Linked DNA regions of Zea mays: region 2 is linked to region 1. A link is a contact called in public Hi-C data. All regions are on one chromosome and are shown on one strand. Each heading gives the region's core, a stretch centred on a gene start, on an enhancer-like site or on the middle of the called end of the contact. The rest is flanking DNA. Distances are from core to core; before and after follow the strand shown. Region 1 holds the start of LOC100281705. Region 2 holds the start of LOC100194362 (putative RING zinc finger domain superfamily protein).

Region 1 (6,023 bases), core at 1,092-3,591:
CGTTGCTGAACGGATCTACGGTCAAGGGCTTCACTTCTTTTTCCTTTCAATCTAGAGCGCTCATCATAAAATGGACGGTCCCCGCTCATCTTCAATCTCACGACACCAGGCCGCGCCATCTACCCTCCGCTGAGAACGCGCCCAGTGAGCCCTGCCCGCGACGCCCTCAACGGCGGTCAAGGATCCGCCTCCCCGGCCAGCAGGCGACCAAAAGTGCCAGGCTACGGATTGGGAGCGTGGATATTCCTACGTGTAACACAAACAATGGCAAATTGCAGAGATGCCCTTACCGCGATTGGAGGCGACCGCGTGACCGCGTTTCGTTGAGGCGAGGTGTCAGCGTGGTTGTTCTCCCACGGCACGCAACCACCGCACCGGCGAGCATCGAGGTTGTTCAATGGTGGCAGTGCGAGAAGCAGGAATGAGTAGAGAGAGAAGGCTTCGACCGCAGCTCTGGTGAAGCGAATAATGCTGACGAGTTGGTGTTGCACGCGGCGGATGATAGGGTTACTGGGGAGAGAGAAAGGGAGGAACCGAGTCCCCAGCGCCCAGGTAAATGATCCCAGGAATTCGGTTGAGAGGTCCGCTCAACACACGCGGAGACCGGCGCTGAATTCGGCTTCACGCCGTGCCCACGCACTCCACTTCTCTCGCGGATGACGGCTACGGAGCAAGCTGGAGACCCGGGAAGCGAAGGACGTGCGGATCCGTTAGGGAATAGGGTGGATCCGACAACGCGGGGCTCACATGTCAAAGGGGAAAATGGTCAGGGCACTGCGGCTGCGGGTGGATGACTACGGGGAGAAGGAGCTGAGACCGGTGGGTCCACACGTCAGGGAGTGCAAGTGCGCCAAGGAATATGGGCCGCTCGGTGATGAAGGGTAAATGGGCCGGTTTCAAGGATTTGGTTCCGATTGGTGTTTTATTTTTATTTATTTTTTCCTATTTTTATTTCCCATTTCCAACTTGTGTTGAATTTCAAATTTCCAACATAAACATGTTTCCACTTGATCATGCCAAAATATGAAGCATCTATAAATTTATTTGTATTGTATGATTACTTTCTTCCCTCTATTTCTATTTTCATTCTCTTGGTTTTCAAAATTCAGTCCTCAATTTCAACACTCAGAGATAATTTGAGATATCTGAATTTACTATTCTATCTCTTCATATATTTATTTTATTATTTATATTAATTTTTTTACACACATTTTGGGCCTTACAATGCACATTTGCACAATATAGTATAGCTGTATAGGTCAAATAGGATCATGTTTCGCTGGCTCCGCGTTCAAGTGTGGAAGCTAAGACGTTAGCACTAGCAGCACAAGGATGACAGTCGACATAAAAAAAGAATCGAAAACGCGTTCAAGTATGGAAACTTAATGAATGATGTTAGCACTAGTAACACAGGGAAAATAGATCACACACACGCGCGCACAAAAAAAAAAATCGAAAGCGCGTTGGTGCTTGCACGCGAAAGGTTGCTAGTAGCATTGTTTAGCTGAGGGCCAATATTTCATTAATAACATGTGTAGATTCTGTCCAAGTATAGCAAAACAATACGATATTGATGATAAAAAAAAATTCGGACCCCGATATGTGGCCTCTCCGGTCGCACGGACGTGTTCGCTGCAGCTACACACTATTCCTTTCCCCGCTTTGGATAAGACCGCGCCGCGCGAGCCAGGCTGCGTCTTGAGCGAAGTTGGCTGCTTCGGGCGATGCCGACGTCGTCTGGAAGTGGAGCGCCCGCCCCTCCGTCTCCGTCGCAATCGCATGGCTGCCGCGCGCCGCGCCGCCCAACTCAGCCACGTACGCGCGTTGCGCTCGTCTCCGACCGGCAGCCGCGCGCGCTTGGCCGGGCAACGAGAAGACAGGCAGGTTGCGTAACGTAATCCCCAGAGAGAGAGAGAGCCAGCCGTTTCTAGAAGAAGCTTCAACAGCAGGCCAGCAGCATGGCCGTCCGTCCGTACGTGTGAACCCAATAACTCCGGCGCCGCTAGTTTTCTCTTTTTTTAAAACAAAAATGCCTGCTTGCGGTGTTCTCCACGCGTTCGTCATTCTCATCCCAATTTATACTCCCTCCGTTTCTTTTTATTAGTCTCTAGATAGTGCAATTTGCACTATCCAGCGACTAATAAAAATAAACGGAGGGATTATTTAATATATATATTCTCCAAATTATATTCGCACGAGACGACCACGATCCAGGCCTGCTGTGCTGTCTACCAGCCCCTCTCATCAATCAGTCACCATGCTCCCCTCCCCAGTAGACGCCAGCACTGTCGTCAGCAAGCCCCATCCGCCCACCCGCTTTTATTTATATCTACGAGAACAACAAACACATAGCGGCGACCGGCGACGAGCGGAAGCCTTCCTCCATCTTCAGGCTGCTAGTACTCAGTAGTCAGTACAGTACAGTGGTGCCGACGACATGACGAAGATCTCCCGCTCGTTGCTCGTCGTCATCGCGCTGGTCCTCCTCGGCCCTCACCTCCCGCCATCCGAGGCGCTGACGCCCAAGCAGGGCGTCAGGTCCAAGACCTTCCTGTCCCCGCCCATCCTGCTTCGCCCGGGCGACGTGGCCGACAAGTTCTACTACGACATCCCCTTCCCCCGGGGCCACCTGGCGCTCAAGAGCTTCAACGGCGAGGTGGTGGACGAGCGCGGCGCCCCCGTGCCGCTCCACGAGACGTACCTCCACCACTGGGTCGTGCAGCCCTACTACGCCCTGGTAGTATCGGCGGAGGGCGGCAGCAGCCGGCCGCGGACCATCCCGGCGCGCAACGCCGGCGTGTGCAGCGGCCACACGCTGGGCCAGTACTACGGGCTGGGGTCCGAGACCCGGCGCACGGCCACGTGGGTGCCCGACCCGTACGGCATCGAGATCGGCGACCCGGCCGCGGCGCCCGCCGAGGGCTACGAGCAGCGCTGGCTGCTCAACGTGCACGCCATCGACACGCGCGGCGCCGCCGACCGGACGATGGCGTGCACCGAGTGCCGCTGCGACGTGTACAACGTGACGGCGGACTGGCGCGGGCACGCCATCGAGCCCGGGTACGCCGGCGGCCTGCGCTGCTGCTACGACGGCACGCGGTGCGGCGCCGCGGCGGAGGGGGCTGAGGGGAAGGCCAGGACTGTGTTCCTGCGCTACACGGTGATGTGGCGCGACTGGAGCCCCGCGGCGGTGCTGCCCGTGCGGATCTACATCTTCGACGTGGCCGGCTGCGGCGTGGAGTACGACGTGGAGGAGCAGTGCAGCGGCGGCGCGGGCGGGGAGTGCGTGCACGTGAAGACGGCCACGCAGGCGCTGCCGCGGGGCGGCGACGTGGTGTTCGGCGTGGCGCACCAGCACGCGGGCGGCGCCGGCGCGTCGCTGCACGGCGCCGACGGCCGCCTGCTGTGCGAGTCCGCGGCCACGTACGGGGGCGGGCGGGAGGCCGGGGACGAGGCGGGCTACATCGTCGGCATGTCCACGTGCTACCCGCGCCCGGGCGCCGTCACGGTGCGCGACGGCGAGCCGCTCACCGTCGTGTCCAGGTACAGCAGCGACCGGCGCCACACGGGCGTCATGGGCCTCTTCTACATCCTCGTGGCCGACCACGCCCGGCAGCTGCCGCCGCAGGAGGGCCTGTGCTTCAGCTTCCCGGTCCCATGTGAGCGAACTAACTGAATAAATTAAACGAACTCTTGCATTTGCATTTGCATGCGACAATATGTGATTTCGGACGGTAGTTCTCATCTTCTCTCTTGATTTTTTTTTCCATCAAATTTTGTTGCAGGGTGCCTACCGTCATGGCTGTCGAGCAACCTGTGAGATCTTTTGGTGTTGAAAGCTGGTGCTATGTTCTAATTAGCTGCTTGGTTAGGGTTCGGTTCGGGGCTGGTGATGGTAGGGCAAAGCAAGGAAGGCCGCGTGGGTCCTTGCGTTACTCATACAGTAGTAGTAATGTAAAAATATAGAAGCAGCGGTCAGTCTACTCTGCTGTTGCTGTATTATACAATAACCACGTCGCTCCCTCCGTTTGACTTCTCCACGTGCTGCCGTTGTTGCTCAGGAGTCAGGAGTCTGGACATGTTCGGTTACATCGGAACTATTCTGAAACTATTCTAAATGATCAATTATTATATAAACTAAATTATCATTCTGAATCGCTGTCGGTCAAACTCAGCATCGACGTCGTTACCATGTTGACATGACATCCGGTGGATTTCTCTGTAAATCCAACGCGCATCGGACAAGACTAGTAGTAAAAGCGGCGTCTGGGTTTTGACATCTTTGTCCCCGTTAGTGCAGAGAATTGGACCTGGCCGACCCGGTTGGGATCCATCGGACCAAATAGGGGTTGAGAAGGGCTAATTTAACCCTAGAACAAGTCAAGCTTTTGTCGTGTCAGTATATAAAATTTAATATTACAGCCATATAAAATTCATAATTTATTAAAATTAAAAAAAAATAACCACAACAGGCTTTTCGTGTCGGACCGATCGAAGCCCGACCTATGTATATAACTCACAGGTTTTAACCGTATTTAGATCGATCCAAATTTAGGGCTTAATACGAAGTTATATGAGTCAGAATAGCACGGCTCGACACGGCTTGGATCGGTCCGATAACGAAAATTTAGATCTGACCTAACTCTGTATTTAGACCATGCTATTTTGACTTGTATAACTTCGTGTTAGACCTTATTTAGGGCTTTAGTTTCGAGACGCTGTGTTCGTGCTAACCTAGAAAGCCCGAGATCTATATTCTCCGCAGTAGTAGTCCCGATCCCCCCGCACATGCATGTCGCCGTCCGTGTGCACACGTAGTCACGTACCCTGGAAATTGCTCCCAATGCGGCAAACGCCGAGGCGTACGTGTCTTCGTGACTCGTCTCCAAGGCTAGTTGGTACTTGGTAGACAGAGACCGGCTACTCGGCTTCCTCCGCTGGGATGAAAATAAAAGAAAAAAAGGATTAGTGCTTTGGCACATAGTAGAGATCGCAATGGACCCGATCCTGATTTCCCGCGGGGAATTCTCCTATTAGGGAACGTGTATAAGACTAATTTAGTCCTCGCGAGGATCTAAATGGGAGAAATTTTATCCTCGTCGGGTTCGCGGGGATGGGGACGGGAATCATCTCCGTTCCCGTTCCCCGTGTACCCGCCTCACGAAACTATTTTATCCAAGTTAGTTAATTTACTTGTTAAAATTATAGTAAGAACTCAGTGCATGTCATATTATAAAATAGAAAACTAAACTCTAAAATAGATGTCTCTTGTAATTTTCAATCTTGTTTGTTAAATTTGTATTAATTTGATACAATTAATTTAAATTTATCTTTAAATATTGTACTTCTAGCGGGAACAGATTCCCGATGGGGTTCCCCACGGGGATAAATTCCCCGACGGGGACGGGAGAAAAAGCTCCCCGTGAGCGTTTGAAGGGATGGGGACGGGGAATTTTTGTCCCCACGGAGACGGGGATGAGAAGTCATTCCGTAACGGGGAAATCCTGGTTGCCATCCCTAGTACAGAGAAAAAGGCTCCGGTCCCGTTTAGAAGCAACTAAAGGTCAGAGCAGAATGTTTGCAGACAAACAGTTTCACGCTGTTGGTTGTCTAACGGATAGAAAGAAGTACGCCAAATACTGCACAACGACGACGTGAAAGGAAGACCAGTCGTATTCAACGCAAGAGTAGGATCAGACTAACAAAGGGACAGATTTGTGCCTTCTGAAAGTCTATGCTTGCTTGCTGCAGGTACTAACCATCATGTTTATTAAAGTAAGATAGACGTCATGCGTTGTCAACAATTACAGCTGCAGGAAATATTTAACCGTGCCATACTTCTGCACCGAGCCAAAAGCCAGCCAGCAGCGTACGTTGTGGGCGTCAGCAGCGATGAACTTAGCACGCAACGACAACGGCCTCAGACTCAGATTAGTCGGAGGAGACAGGTCACTGCATGTATACTCTAGCTGATGTTCTTCAGTTCTCGCGGTGCCGCCGGTGCACGCAGTTGAAACAAGAAA
Region 2 (6,023 bases), core at 2,075-4,574, 160 kb after region 1:
TTAGTTGATAAATAAAAAACAGAAAGAGTACTGATATACATATGATATACTCCCTCGGTTCACTATCTTAAAGTAATGAAGTGGTAACGAAGTTTTGTCCCTAAATCAAAGTTTTAAAACTTTAACTAACAATATCTACAAAAATATTTTTTTAAAAAAATAAAGAAATTATATATTGTGCTTAGATGTTTTAACAGTAAATAAAATAGTTTTATTTTTATTTAGTCAATGTTTATAAATATTTTGTTATTAATAGTCACAGTTTCAAAACTTTGATTTAAGATAAACCTTGTTAACCTTTAAGATAGAGAACGAGCGAAATACTCATCTCGTTCCTTAGCCACCAGCACTACGTAATCCACTGTCTTTATTTGGAAATCAGCTGCATGCATGCATGCATGCATGCACTGTACACGTGTCGTTATCTTTTGTTCTTTTCCTATCTATAAAAAAAGGACAAGGCTGCAGCCTGCAGGCACACAACACAACTCGTTCGTCATCTCCAACAGCGCCTATACACGTGCGCAACTGCGCATGCACATCTTCGCAGTTGCAGCTAGTACAGTACAACCACACCGCTCGTGAATATTTCACCTCCTCCCTCCCCGTTTAGTTCAGCCTTCAGCGACCGAGAGCAAGCAACCGCCATGAAGACCATCGGCAAGGCGGCCGAGCTCGTGAGCAAGGCCGTGGGCGCGCTGCGGGGGAAGGCCGCCGTCCTCAGGGCCCGCCTCCTCTTCCTGGCCTCGCCGCGCCGGAGGGCCGCGGTGTTCGCCGGGATATCCCGCCACACCCGCGCGCTGACGACGCCGCGCCAGCACAAGGCGAAGGCGAAGGCGGCGGCGCAGCAATACTGCCACGGCGGCAGCAGGGCGGCCCTCGCGCCGGCGGACGACGTCGAGGGACTAGGCGCCGCTGGCGGCCTCCCCCGCCATCGTCTCCCCGTCCCCGCCGCCAGCTTGCTGCTCGCAGTCCAAGAGGGCGGCGGCGGCGGCAGTGACGGCGTAGGGTGCACTGCCGACTGGGCACTCGCGCTGCGCTCGCTGTTCGACGACGACGAAGGTGGTGGCGACGGTTATCTGCCGGCGGCGGCCGCGGCGACTGATGGGCTCGACGAGGAGGAGGATCAGGACGGGACGTCGGTGATCGACGTCATCCGGAGGCGCCGAGAGGGCGACGGGCAGGAGTTCAGGATCGAGGACGAGATCGACCGGGCCGCCGACATGTACATCGCCAGGGTTCGACGCCGGATGAGCGCGCAGCTGGAGGACCTAATTGCCTAATCGTGGCTCTGCGCCTCTGCCTCCCATCAGTGTTTTTTCTTTCTTGTTTGGTTGACCTTTGCACTGCTGTCAAAAATTTGGCTGACCTGTCTGGAGTTTGGACCCCAGTTAATTATTTTATATATAGAGTATGTAACAGTACGTTATTCTTATTCACTTGGTTTTCAATGTTCATCGTGTGCCAAAGTTCACTATATATAAAACCCAATAAAAAATAAGACATTCTATATGCACTAGAGTCCAGAGACCAGAGTCCAACGTTACGCGCGCAAGACCTCTTAACTCGCCCAAGGAAAGAGGCAAAGAGCTGGTTGTGATGAGCTTATTTGGCCAATAAGATACCACATGCATGGGCACGTGTAATCAAATTTTAAGGAACGCAGTTTCATCCTAATTTGATAAATACAATGCACTTAGGTTCTCTCCAACAGAGCGTGCAAAGGCTCCTCTACCCTAAATATACGGTCATCTACTCTCTCTAGCAACGTCCTTTAAATAGTACTCTAAATTTAAAGAACTCTTCGGATTTTCTATATAAACTGTCCTCTATCTATCAAATATTTTAAACAACTGATTTAGCAAAACTAAAATATTTACATTACATTTGAGAGTATAAAAAATACGTATGTACAAAAATTTAAAAATATCTCTAATATAGATATTTGCGTATAGAGAGAACATGATTTAGAGAATGTTGTTTGAGAGAAAGAAGATATACTGGATGAAATATTTTAGAGGAGATTGTAAAGTATGAGTATAAAAGATAGATATAGAGGATGTTGGCGGAGACAAAAAAAAGGTGTTCCTAGGCAGGAGTAATATATACTTGGCAAATGGAAAAGTGATGTGACGACAAAATACTTTTACAAGCCCACCTACCAACAAAAATGAGGATGTGAAGATACAAACATGCTCAATTTAAGCAATACAACTTAGGTCCTAAGAAGTTTATGGTTTACCAGATAAAAATATACTTTCTTTATCTCAAATTATAATTCGTTTGACTTTTTTTTGCCATGATTGACCGGTTTGTCCATTTCAATTTTATTTTTTTTGAAAAAAATGAAAAATTCAAAGCCATATCTAAAGCACATTACATGCTAAACAATATTACAACAAAACTAACAGTAATTATGTTTTTTGAATAATATAACCCGATCAAACTTATGATAAAAAAGTCAAACGAATTATAAATTACAATAGAGTAAGTATATTGTATATAGCAAAAAAAGTTCTACCAACCCACTTATATGTAACATATAAAAAAAATCACATAAGGCCTTTTAGCTATCAAGAAACAATGATATTCTCTCCGTCACAATTTATAATCCGTTTAACCTTTTTCGTCAAATTATGTTGGAAAAAAATCAATGGCATACTACATATAATAATTATTATTATGGAAATTTTTAAATAAGACGATTTGATCAAACTTAAATTTAAAAAGTTAAACGAATTATAAATTTAACGGCTATAGTAGTAGAAAACAATGGGATGGGTAATACGTGCGATGGACTCGAGTGAGGCTATTTTACCGTCCTTACAATATAAGTTCATTAAGTTCACGATTAGTGTAAAAGATGTTGCTAAATAATAATATATTTCATCATCTTAAAATAAACACACGTTTTATACTTAAATGGATTAAATGCATTTAAATTTGACTAAAAATATACCAATTTCAACAACTTAGTTAACTTATTTTTGACTTGTCGAAGCAAGAGATGGACACTTTTTCTAAGACTAAGATATGCCTATTTAAAATTAGTTTGATAACCACATTTTTTCAAAAGATTTCCATTTTTTCAAGAAAAAATTAAGAAAATGGATAAAACCATGACCCTCTCAACAGTAACCTAAAAACGAACCAAACAACCCATGACAAACTTATAACCACCACTACCTACGGACGTGCCACGTCACAAAACAAAAACATTTTGCGAGGTAAACCAAAGTCCAATAATCATCGTCCATTTTTCTCGCTCTCTCGATCACTACTATCATTTGCCGTCTTCCACCCTCCTTCCATTCCGTTCGGATACACCGTCTCGTTTCTCTCTCCTCCCCTCGCCCGTCTTCCCTCCTGTGCGAGCTCAGCTCACGGTCCTCCCACCCCCACGAGCGCCTCCGCGGCGAGGAAGAGATAATCAGCAGGCGGAGCGGGGGGCGCGCCGATGGATCTGGAGAGGCCGCCGCCGGCGTCGGCGGCGGAGGCGGCCGGGGCCGCGGCGTGCTCCATCTGCCTGGATCCGGTGCTCGCCTGCGTCGCGGGCCGGTCCGTCGCCAAGCTGCAATGCGGACACGAGTTCCACCTAGGTCAGATTCCTCGCGGCTACGGGCTTTCGTCATACAGATCTGCTTGTGATGGTTGCTTTGGTCGGTCGGGTAACGTGCGCCACGGGCGCAATTTGCCGTAACTGAGGAATTCTGGTGGGGTAGCTTTTCTAGATTTCATAGTGTCAGCGACGTGGTTCAGACTTGAATAACGGAGATGTTTGGGCACATACATGTTGGGATGATGCTGATGGGGTGAGAACTGCACGTGTAAGAGTAAGTAGAGCGGTTCCCTCTATTGATAATCAGAGGCTTTCAAGTAGGCGAGCAGATGGAGACGAGTTTATCGTTGACAAGGCACAACTCATCGCCGCGAAAGACAACATGGAAAAAAGTGTTTTTCAAAGTGTCTTAGATTCTGGAGGTTGTTGCGAATGGAGGAGTTACACCAAGATATCAAAAATGTTTGTCGTGCAATGGAAGTGGTGGCAATGGACATCTTCGCAACATATGGTTGACGACACAATGCTAAATTGAGGCTTCTTAGTTTCTTTTTGTTCATGAGAAATTGTGTTATGATGTTTTTACTTTAGTTGGGTTGAGTATGTTGATTGTACTATGAAGCCCAAAGTTTTAAAATCCCCTCGCTGTGCCCCATCTGCTCCCGGGTTACGTCCTGCACGCCACCCTCTGCCTGGCCCATTGCAGAGTGGGCGGTGACGGCCCGCTAGTGATGGGGGCTAGGGTTATGAATTTTCTCGATCAGGACCATGTTTCAGTCTCTTTTTAATATAATACCGGGAGGGCGGTCTTTCCCTCCCCGGCCGATTTTTTATTATTGGGTCTGCCTTGCCCTTACGTGACTCATTCTTTAGGTGAAAGAAATTGTTTGATGTCTTCAATTGAGCCAAATTGTTATTAGCTGCAAGCATGTAATATGGTTTTCTTGACATCTTATGGGTATCATATCTCCTCTTTCAGTTGTGTCATTCCATCAAACATTTTATATTTGGTCCTCTCGTAAGGTACCTTTGCATAAGAATTTAGCGCAGCAGCTTAGTTCCCAGTTATTACTGAGAGAGACTATAAAATTCCTTATTATAAGCCTCGGCTTACAGCTTAGTTTAGCTGCAATATCTTCTTTTGCACTCGTCGCCACGGCCCACGGGTAACTTATATTTCCTTATTACGGTTACAGAATTATTGCAATTTCAATCACAAATTCACAATGTACTTCACTAGCTTCAGGTTCCTAACAAGTCTATGGAATCTGCAGAGTCATGAATTATCCCAAGCTAATGGTAACAGGGGATGCAGCGTAAATTGAAGCCATATGCATCCTTGATGCAAAAGGCTGGAAAATGTTTTTTCCATTATAAAAAAGAGTAGAGTGGTTCCCGAATAATTGGAGCCACAGGTCCGACAGGCGAATCCATAAGCTTGAATTTAGCGGTAATTTAGTTTGGTTCATTAGCGGTGGAGTGGCTGGTCTGTTGCCTTGAGGGTTGTGGCGATTTAGATTAATTGTTAGGCCTATAGCGGTTTTTTTTGCCTAGTGATAACATGAAGGGTTCGAACCTTTGAGGCTTGCTTTTCCAATTCAGGTCACACCTTGTGTTACATCCGGAAATTTCGGTGAGCACCAAACTTTAGTTCAACGTGAACACCATCAGCACAATTTTGTTTTCGCATAAGCTTCTCACCTATCTCCAAGAATGACTCTGTCCCCTCACCCATGTGCGTTTATGTGAATGTTTGCATGAAAAATACATTATGATATCTTAAGCAGATTGCTGAACTAAGCAAAATTTTCTTGCCAGATTGTATTGGGTCTGCATTCAATGCAAAAGGAGCGATGCAATGCCCTAACTGTCGGAAGATTGAGAAAGGTCGCTGGCTTTATGCAAGTGGACGTCACCCCCCTGCTGATATTGATATGGGTGGATGGGTGACTAGCGACAACTATGATATCACCTCCGAGCTTGTAAGTGCACATATTTGAGTAAATAAACATTTATGTCATACAAGTATTAACTTACATTTCTGTTGATTCTGCTTCATGAGCAGCTGTTGGCTTACAATGTTTTGGTAGCTTGTTCTCCCTCTTTTCTAGGAGTAGTTTAGCTAGGCAAATCGATCTTTGACCGTAAATTTCCCCTAATTATTTCATTGACACTAGTTACAATATCATAAATTCATAATCATCAACAAGTGATTTTGCCTACGAACCTAACACTATCTTTGTGGCACATGACTCATGTTATTGGACTAATTGTTGGTCAAAGCATGAACTGGAATGGTCAAACTACACGATGTAAAAATTAAAGAAGGGGATACTGTCCCGGTCGCAGTTGTTTGTCACGTGGGCTACGGTGCCACTGTGTATGGGTGGGGCAGCGATTTGGGGGTTTTCTCGACCTACATGAGAAGGTCTTCTTAATATAATGCCCGGGAGTTGTCTTACCT

The links. Hi-C and Micro-C count contacts between places; a contact is called where the count stands out from the background.
Region 2: a Hi-C map of endosperm shows a contact between it and region 1, with 2.3 times the contacts expected there. The contact joins the promoter of LOC100194362 here to the promoter of LOC100281705 in region 1. A contact is called at or near these places in 3 of 25 Hi-C or Micro-C datasets (ear, endosperm and tassel).

Annotation. Positions count from the first base shown.
Region 1 is chr1:200,366,510-200,372,532 of Zm-B73-REFERENCE-NAM-5.0, forward strand. LOC100281705 reads left to right here and starts at 2,342. Exons shown (of 2, transcript NM_001154625.2): 1 at 2,342-3,659; 2 at 3,786-4,039. The coding sequence starts at 2,438. The coding sequence ends at 3,820.
Region 2 is chr1:200,520,676-200,526,698 of Zm-B73-REFERENCE-NAM-5.0, forward strand. LOC100194362 (putative RING zinc finger domain superfamily protein) reads left to right here and starts at 3,325. Exons shown (of 6, transcript NM_001139397.1): 1 at 3,325-3,599; 2 at 5,378-5,541. The coding sequence starts at 3,458.